2 separate regions of the Mus musculus genome follow, and region 2 is linked to region 1. A link is a contact called in public HiChIP or PLAC-seq data. All regions are on one chromosome and are shown on one strand. The core of a region is the stretch at or near the end of the contact, and the rest is flanking DNA. Distances in the headings are between cores, read along the strand shown.

Region 1 (4,712 bases), core at 463-2,962:
ACACCCACTCCATCTCTCTCTCCCTTTCTGCCTTTCTCTCTCTCCTTTCCATCCCCCCCCCCCCATCCCACCTCTTACGCGTCTCAGGTCATGTCGTTGCAGCTCCGGTGGAAATAATAAGATATAAACCACGAGGTTGTTATTTGCATAGAAATAGCATGGAGCCCCAGGCAGCAAGAGAGAAGGACACAGGGATCATTTGTCTAAAATTTTAATGAAAACTTTTGCTGAGGCGGAGATTTTTTTAAAACTTTCTTTCTCTTGGATTTTTCCCCCGACCCTTCCCACCCCCTTGAGCCCCATCACTGATTTAACTTAACATGGAATATTGGGAGAGGAAGGGTTGACATGCCACACACTCTACTCACATAACACAGCAACATGTAAACTGTTCGTTCCCTTAATAGATAAGAAGCTTTAGTACACAGTTTCCAATTTATACATTGCATGTGTGTATCGGGCTTTTATGGCTGCATTCCAAATCTTTACACATGGTATTGGTGACTTGGTTTTGGTGTGCACCTTCCTACCTTATACTTCCAAAGTGTCTTCTTTAGAGATTTCCTCCCCCGCTCTCCTCCTTCTGTAGTGACCTGAATAGTAAATGCAAGTATTGCTGCTGTTTCCTCCTCCTTTCATTGCTGCCAAGCTTTCTGTATGCCTTATTCTCCAGGGCTGTTCCTTGCTACTGTATAGTTTGTTTCAAAACAAGAAGATATTTTCCACATTAGTATTTTTATCCTTTTCCTCTTGTGATCAGAGTATTTATGTTCCATCAACACCTGCCGTGTTTCGTTCCCTGCAGTGATTTGTAAAGTATTTAGAATATTACCAAGTTAAGGAGCAAGATGATTTCTTGATTTGACCTTTGTGATCCAGATTTGATACTTTAAGCCAGTGAACTGGTGACTGGATACTTCCCAAATGACATCTGAAACTCAGAGTCAAGAGCTTCTTCCCAGTTCTTTGTTGTTGGGGGTTAGAGTGGTGTCAGGGCTCGGACAAGACTGAAACAATCAACAGACTGGATTAATTAAAATGTGAACTTGAGTTTCATTACAGAAGAGCTCAAGCCTCTGCCCACTGTCCACAGAGAGTGCTAGGAGTGAGGGCATAAGTAGAAGTCCATGAGGATTTGCTTTTTCATGTCTCTCAAGGCTACAGCAGCCATGACTTCAGGAACTATAGGCTACACGTTGCTAAGTCCTCAAGATGATACTTAGCCTGATGGGTATGACTGACTTCCTGGGGTGGAGGGACTCATGCAGGTGTGGCAGAGGTAACAGTTGTCTACTTGAACTGTTGGTATGACAGACCCTTGGTGAGCTGAGATGATTTGCAGTTATAAACTCCTAAGTTAGGGTGGCTTTTGGACATTTGCAGTAGCACAGATATTCCTCCCCCTTCCCAGTACCTCTCAGTTTCTGTTCTCATGTTTAGCATAGTGTCAGTGGCAGCCAGGCTAGAGGGACCTCTGCTATAAGGCAGCACTGATGCAGGTCAGAGCCTGCTATCTCTCAGCCCCAGACTTGATGAAAACCTGAGCTTTGGACAGCGATGGGAATTTGTGGTTTGTGGGTGTGCTCTGGACAGCAGCTCCCTGTGTAGGTAGGACCTCTCTTTGCAAAATGGCTGTGATATGTGAGGGTAGATTACTCTGAAGGTTCTATGTGACTTCCTCATGGTAAACATTTTTTTTTAGAGCTTCTACTTCTCTTTTAGGAAAAAAAGAAACCCCATAAACTCTTCCCCTTTTGTAAATAGGCCGCTCTATGCACTGAATCTACTAGAAAAAGTACTCATGTAGTGCATATGGCTGAGAGCTCTCAAGTCCTCCAGGACCTAATTCTGCTAATCTTGCTATTTCTTTAGGATTCTTTTTTATTTTTTAATTAACTGTGTGTGTATGGTGGGGATGTGCACATTAAGTACGTGTGCTTGTGGAGGCCAGAGGCATCAGGTGCCCCTAGAGCTGGAGTTACTTTAGGTGATTGCCTGGTATGAGCTGCCTGATGTGGAGACTGGGAATTGAGCTCATGTCCTCTGGAAGAGCAGTATCACTAAGTCATCTCTTTAGTGTTAATCTTGCTTTTGAGACTTAGTCCAAAAAAAAAATTCCCTCTCTGATTTACCTTCATTACCATGCCCAAAGTTATATATAACTATGCAATGTGAAGTGTGTGATGTCACTCACATCTGACTCTTTAACATTTTCCTGGAGATCATATGAAGGAGATTTGTTTGTGGAACCAGAGACCTACACTGTACATGTTCCATGTCCATCCATGATGCTGCCATACACAATATGAGAGAGTTAGAGAGATTCAAGGAGGGAAACCGTCCTTAGCTATCCCTGGGCGAGGGCAATATTGTCACTGTGACAGAAAGAAGTTAACAACATAGACTGTAGAGCCAGGCTGCTGAGGGTTAGTTTCTGGCTCTACCACATACAAATTATCACCCTGAGCAATTCCTTAACACCCCATTCCCCCACCTGTGTTTCAGGTTTATTAAGTGTACAATGGGAGGCTATGGTAATACTTATGTACCAAGGCTTTTGTGGGGACTAGATGCGTTAACTTCGGAAACTCCTGGTACTATGTGGTCTTTCTAAGATACATTCCAGGTTTATACTCATCACAGTTCAATATCCAGAGCCTGGAGTAGGAATATAAACAGTATTCTTTATACTTTCTGGCTCTCTGGAGGCAAAAGTTCTTTGGAAAAAATAAAATGTTACATGGCTTTCCTCCCTTTAGTAGTACATTCACATATTGATGTTCCCAATAGATGTTAAGTAAAGACCATTAACACACTTTGGAACACCATTAGTTTAAGAGGCACCATGTTCAGCCTTGATAGGATAGTATATATGTCAGTCATCTGTCTCTAAGAGTCTCCAGGGACTTGTTGATACAATAACCCTAGTCACTCTAAGCATCAGCCCATCAGTTAGCATTGTTAAAAGCCCTTTACTCCCTATTTTTACAATAGATAGTTCCTATATCCCATAGCTCTCTCCTTTGTAAAGAGATTTTTTTAACATCTTGTCTAAATGAGTTTTGCATTGACACTATGAGTGAATTCTCAGAGAATATTGTAGTCGATGTCTGATCTCCTTAATTTTCAAGCCCATCTTCTACACATAGACAAAATGTTGGTAAATCTGGTCCCATTTTAGAAAGCTGTTTTGGTTTTCTTTTGTTGTTCCTATTTGTAGAAAACTGTACCAAGTATTTCTGACTCTGTTAGCGAGCCTTAGTAATGTACAGGAACCTAGTCCTGAATACTGGCTTGGAGATGCTGCACAATGGAGTTGCCATTCAGATTTCCATTACAAAAGTAGCCTTTGACTATCTAAGAGAGCCTCGCGTATCTATAATGGCTTCAGTACTACAGACTTGAGAGAACTGACAGATTTAGTGCAAAGCTTCTAGATAAAGGGAAAAGCCCGGGACTCTGCTTTGGGGCATTGAATACAGACACAGGAATGATCACACTGGCCAACACAGTAGAAGTGGGCTCAAAGTCTTTGGAGTTCTAGAATGTTCTAGTTTGCTTTCTGTTTCTGTAATAAATGCCATGACCAAAGCTACTTGGGGAGAAAAGCCCTTATTTGGGCTTACAGTACATCGTTGAGGGAGACTCTCAAGCAGAAGAGATAGAACCATGGAAGGAAAGCTGTTACTGGTTTGTTCCCCATGGCTGCTCAGTCTGCTCTCTTATGCAACACAGTACACCTGTCCAAAGGTGGCTGGGTCCTCCCACATCAATCATTAATCCAGAAAAGTTGTTCATGCACTCGCACGCATACACACACACACCACACACACACACACACACACACACACACACCACACACACACACACACACACACACACACACCAATTTGATTGAGGCAATTCTTCATTTGAAATTATCTCTTCCCACGAGACTCTAGTTTGTGTCAAGATGGCACAAACCAACCAACAAACAAAATCTTTAGATGAAAATTTTTTTTGCTCAGTCTCCCTTTTGCAAGTAACTTTGGACTTTAGTTCTTTGTGTAAAATGGGAAGCATATAATATGTATTGCTTACCTTAATATGGAAGACGAGAAGAGCTCTTAAATTTCCTTTTAATTGCTACCATTCAGTACTACAAAGATGTGTGTGTTGCTCTGGAAAGTAGAGAACTATGTTAGACTAAAACAAAGAGAACAGGCTAGGACAGTGGAATTTTTTAAAGGTACTACATATTATGATATATAATATTAAAATTGCATATAATGAAATGTAAAATTATTATATATTAGTGGAAGTAACATCATGATTTAAATTTTATCTTGATAGACATAGTGGTTCATGCTTTTAATCCCAGCAGAGACCAGTTTAAGACCAGCCTGGTCTACATAGTGAGTTTCAGGACAGCCAGAGACACATGGTGAAACCCTGGAGAGAGTGAGACAGAGACAGAAGACTGAGGGACACAGAAAGAGAACAGGTATAAGTTAATCTTGCTGCAGAGACTTAGGGATCACAGGGGTAACAGCTCAAACTCTTTGAGTCCAATGTCTGGTCGAATCAGTAAACGTGACATAGTTTGGGGCACTCAAAGTCTTGAAGGCATACATACAAAAGCTAACCTGCTAGAATTTGTTACCCTCACTTCAATATGCAGTCTCTACATCACTTTATATGTGGAACTCATCCTAGTGTGTCTTTTGAGTGTT
Region 2 (4,252 bases), core at 128-2,627, 530 kb after region 1:
TCTTCAATATAAGGCAAATTCAAAACAAAAGTTGCTTAGCTCCCAAACAACTGTGTCTTGTTTTTGTTTGTTTCCTTGAGACAGTTTCTCTGTGTAGCCCTGGCTGTCCTGGAACTGTTTTGCATACCAGACTGGTCTCAAATTCAGGCCTCTGCCATGAGAGTGCTGGGATTAAAATCATCACTGCCCAGCTCTTTTTGTTTGTTGGGTTTTGACAGTGTCTGGCCATGTATCCTGAAACTTAATATGTAGATCAGTCTGGCCTTGAACTCACAGAGATCCACCTACCTCCCCGATCCCCTGCAATACCTAAAGGCATGTGCTACCACTGGCTGCCCTTCCAGAGGTCCTGAGTTCTGTTCCCAGCAACCATGTGGTAGCTCACAACCATCTATAACGAGATCTGGTGCCTTCTTCTGGCATGCAGGCAGAACACTGTATACATAATGAATAAGTCTAAAAACCACCACCACCACCAACAAACCATGTGTGTGGGGGGGGGGGGGGACGACTTCAGGGAGAGAGAGAAGTTGTAAATGTATTTTAGAGTTAGGGCCCTTGGTTTCAACATTGGGTACATAAAGAATGCATGAGCCTCGGGTTGCTCTTTTCCTATTTTACACACAGCCATATTTTCAGATTAAGAAGCAGGTGGACAGAATGGATGCACAGTGCATACCAGCGCCAGTGGCTTCTTTTTAATGCAACCTAAAACCTGTCACATTTTAATGTCTGAAAAGTTGCACCCTGAGAGAACACATCCGACAGTCAGATGTGAATTGATGTCCCTGACAATACACCAGCACCTCACCGTAAGTGGCCCTGCTCTTTTGGCCTTTTAAGTTTTTTTCCTGGCAGACCTGGCCACAACCACGCCCTGCCCACGACTGAGGGTCTCCGGCGTGGACAGAACAGGCTCCCACCGCAAACTGCGGGCACCCTCCGCTTCCGCCTCGCGAGCCGCGCTTCCGGCCGTCGCGGCTCAGCCTGTTCTTCCGGGACCGCAGATTCCGCGCGCCCCCGCCGGGGATGGCAACAGTCCGCACCCCGCCGAACTCCCCACGCCCTTCAGGGTCTTGAGCTGGGTTGGGCCGGGTGCTCTCCAGACCTAGCCGCGCGGCGGGTCCGTGGGAGGGGCGTCTCCCCTCCGCCCCAGGGCGAGGCGGGTTAGGTAGAGGGTCCCCGGAGCCCGCGTCAGCCTCGGGCACCGCGACCTGCAGCAGAGCAGCGCAAGGGCTCTCGGGAACCGCACTTTCCCACCCAGAACTCGGGAGGCCACGGAAACGCCACACCTCACACCCCGGACTCAATAGACCTCACCTCGCGAACAGCCCGCTAGCCGGAGCCGGCGGCCTGGGACGGGCCACGTGCGTCCCGCGCCGCGTGTGCACGCCCCGCCCCTGGGGAGGAGCCGGCGGGCTCCGGGCCATCGAGCCGCGGTTGCAGTGCTCCGCCAGGCGGCCTGGAGCTCCCGGCTTTCTCTCCCGGCCGCTCCCGCGCTCTCTCTCCTCCACGGGCTCTTCCCGCTGCCTCACCCTGCCCACCCGCCCTTCCAATCGGCCTGGGCTGGGACTACCACGCTGGGCGCCCGGGCCGTGGGACCGGTGAGTGCCACTCTCCACCTAGATCCAAAATCCCACACCGCCTGAGGAGGTAGGGAGGTCGGTGAGTCGCTCAGCTAAAACAGAAGGAGGCGTCTCACTTTCTAATTCAGCATTTCTCTTTTTACCCTCTTATGACCAAGGAGGAGGTAACACACAGCTCGTGGCTTTTGCCCAGGGCAAGGACCTTCACGGTCACTTTTCAGCTTGCCAGCAGGGGGCCGGAAAGGGGGTGTTTCTGGCTGACCGAGGCTGGACGTCTCTTTCCTTGTTCTACCCAGGGACGGCGGGAGAGACTTAAGGAAACTGCGCCCTTGACTAGGGTCATAGCCACCTTCCCAGAAAGGACGCGTTCTCTCAGTACCAGGTGCTTCCGGAGTGGTATCCCGGCCCTGGGCACCTTGGGCACGCTGCCAGTGCTGGAAGTGCTGGATCCGTCCAGGAATCTGGAGCAAAGCAGGCTGAGCCCCCATCCTCACCCCCCAGGACCCAGCTCTTTTCCTTATAGCCCTCCTTCTGTACTTCTTACAAAAAGAAATCCGAAGCAGAGGCGGAGAGGGTGGCAATCTGGTTACCACTTGCCTTGACTTGGTTGGTCCTTCACATACTCATTACTCTCCTCTGCCTACTGTGGTCACACCCTTTCCAGAAATTCTTGGTGGTAACCACGAAGAGGAGGGAGCAGGAGAACTGGAGAAAACTGCTTTGATCTGATTTGACTTCAACCAGGAGCTGACGCTGCAAAGTAATAACCAGCATTTACCAAGCTCTCTCGCAGGTCTCGCCCGTACGAGCCATAATTTTGCGCTTTGTGGTATGGTATTATACCATTGGCAATTGTATAAAAATGAGGCTTAGCTCCTGTAATATATTCTAAGAAGGTTGTGAGCTTTGGATTCTAACTTAAATGCGCTGTTGTGGTCTCCTGACTGGCCTCCCTCTCAAGATCAGCTTCCAGTTGAGTCTCCAGAGACCCTTGGGTGATGGGGTACAGTGTACACAGTGATATTGCCTAGCCCAGCCCTGATTCCCTTTTCTTCTTGAATTTTACCTCTCCCTGTTTCATGGCCATCCCTGGTCCTGCTTCTTTGGAGACTAGGTGTGTTCAAAGCTTCAAAAAGTCTGTATCGGGATTGACTCATCAATCCGTTATAGATGTCCCTCATCCTCACGCCTCATTGCTAGGCAGGGATGGGAGTCTGGGACACTCCCGAGTCTGGCTGAAGCTCACCAGTTTTCAGATACTGTCCTCATACAGGTACTCTCAAATAGATTCTTTCCTGGTCTCACCTTGTTTGTTCGAGATAAGGTCTTACAGTATAGCCCAGACAAGACGCAAACTCTGAGATCCTCCTGCCTCAGCCTCTTGTATGTTGAGATTACAGGCACATGCCACCAGTCTCAATCTCGTCTGTTGGGCAGTGGGCGTTCCCTATCTGTTTAATGTCTCCAAATGAACCATCAGCCCCATGCATAACACTAATTGTTCCTAGACAATGATATGATACTCAGACTTGTACTGTGCTTTCAAACCTTGACGTCATTGGCCTTCATAACCTCTCCATGTAAGGTACATTTAACTACCCCTATTTTCAAGGAGAAAATTTGGGCAGTAGGGTTGCCCTGGGGTCACATACCAATTCCCTTCTCATATGGCAGCTTCCTAGGGACATCAGTAGTTGACACCAGGCCTATTCTCCCTCAGCTGCTGGCTACATTTATGTTGGGGGTATTTCTGTCTAATGCTGATGATAGGGCCAAGGCTATCTCTTCATTCTCCATGACATACTGACCCAGAAGATTCTGCAACCCCTGCCCATCACTTACTTCCCTTAAAACTGCCCCTGGCCTTTTGCTGTAAGAGAAACATCAGAAAGTATCCCAGGTAGTCTCTGGAGGCTCTCAGCAAAGGAGTCTTACTTCCTAATTGGCAAGGGGATGCACAGTCTCTCCCTCTCTGCCCAGGCCTGCCTGGTTCTCATTTGGGATGCTCCCGCTTGGTGGGAGGAGCAGGACTGAGTCATCCCAGAGAGGCCCTCACCTGTGTGTGGCCCTTGTCTTCTGTCTCACGCTACAGGTTTCAAGATGACTCGGCTGCGATTCCCACACTCCTGAGTCTTCTGCTGGAAGGATGGCCTCATGACCAGGTTGACAGACAGCACTCTGTGTCGGTGACACAGAACTCTGGCCGACCACACTGAAGCACGATGCTCCAGCAGGTAATCCCTCAAGCCCAAGTAACTGAGCACTTTCCCTCTTGCCTGTCTGAAGAAAGACTGCAGTGCTTCTAGTGAGGGACTCTTCAGAGTATCCCAGGACTCTTCCTGATACGCCCTTTTTGTGATTTGGTGGCTCTTTTCCTTGGAATGGTTATGGGTAGATAGGTAAAGAAATCAATCCAAACCACGCTGATAACCTAAAACGGGGGCGTATCCTGACAGAAGTCCCTGACAGACTGTTTTGTTGTATCACTTTGGAAGTTTGTACACTGAATCTGATCCTTTAAGAATAATCTAGAGGCCCAGCAGCGATGGTGGTGCATGCCTTCAGTCCCAGCACTTTGGGAAGCAGAGACAGACAGATATCTGAGTTTGAGGCCAGCCTGGTCCACAAAATGAGTCCCAGGACAGCCAAAGCTACACAGAGAAACC

The links. HiChIP or PLAC-seq counts read pairs in DNA pulled down with a chosen protein or histone mark.
Region 2: an H3K4me3 HiChIP or PLAC-seq map of bone marrow-derived macrophages shows a contact between it and region 1, with 3 times the contacts expected there. The contact joins the promoter of Pigw here to the enhancer-like site in region 1. A contact is called at or near these places in 3 of 39 promoter capture datasets (the C10 cell line, hematopoietic stem and progenitor cells and liver), 1 of 115 datasets of contacts at active chromatin or transcription factors (bone marrow-derived macrophages) and 1 of 9 other capture datasets (liver).

What each region holds. Positions count from the first base shown.
Region 1 is chr11:84,349,784-84,354,495 of GRCm38.p6, forward strand. All of the region lies in intron 43 of Acaca (acetyl-Coenzyme A carboxylase alpha), which reads left to right. Among named protein-coding and RNA genes, the nearest start is that of Acaca, 160 kb to the left of the region's middle. Within about 2 kb of position 1,713, at least 44 of the 459 cell types and tissues checked have an H3K27ac peak or open chromatin away from gene starts, as enhancers often do. A contact at or near this core is called in bone marrow-derived macrophages, where this site is marked.
Region 2 is chr11:84,878,908-84,883,159 of GRCm38.p6, forward strand. It overlaps Pigw (phosphatidylinositol glycan anchor biosynthesis, class W), which reads right to left and starts at 1,378. Exons shown (of 2, transcript NM_001077636.1): 1 at 1,321-1,378. It overlaps Myo19 (myosin XIX), which reads left to right and starts at 1,263. Exons shown (of 25, transcript NM_025414.4): 1 at 1,263-1,604; 2 at 3,679-3,820. The coding sequence starts at 3,809.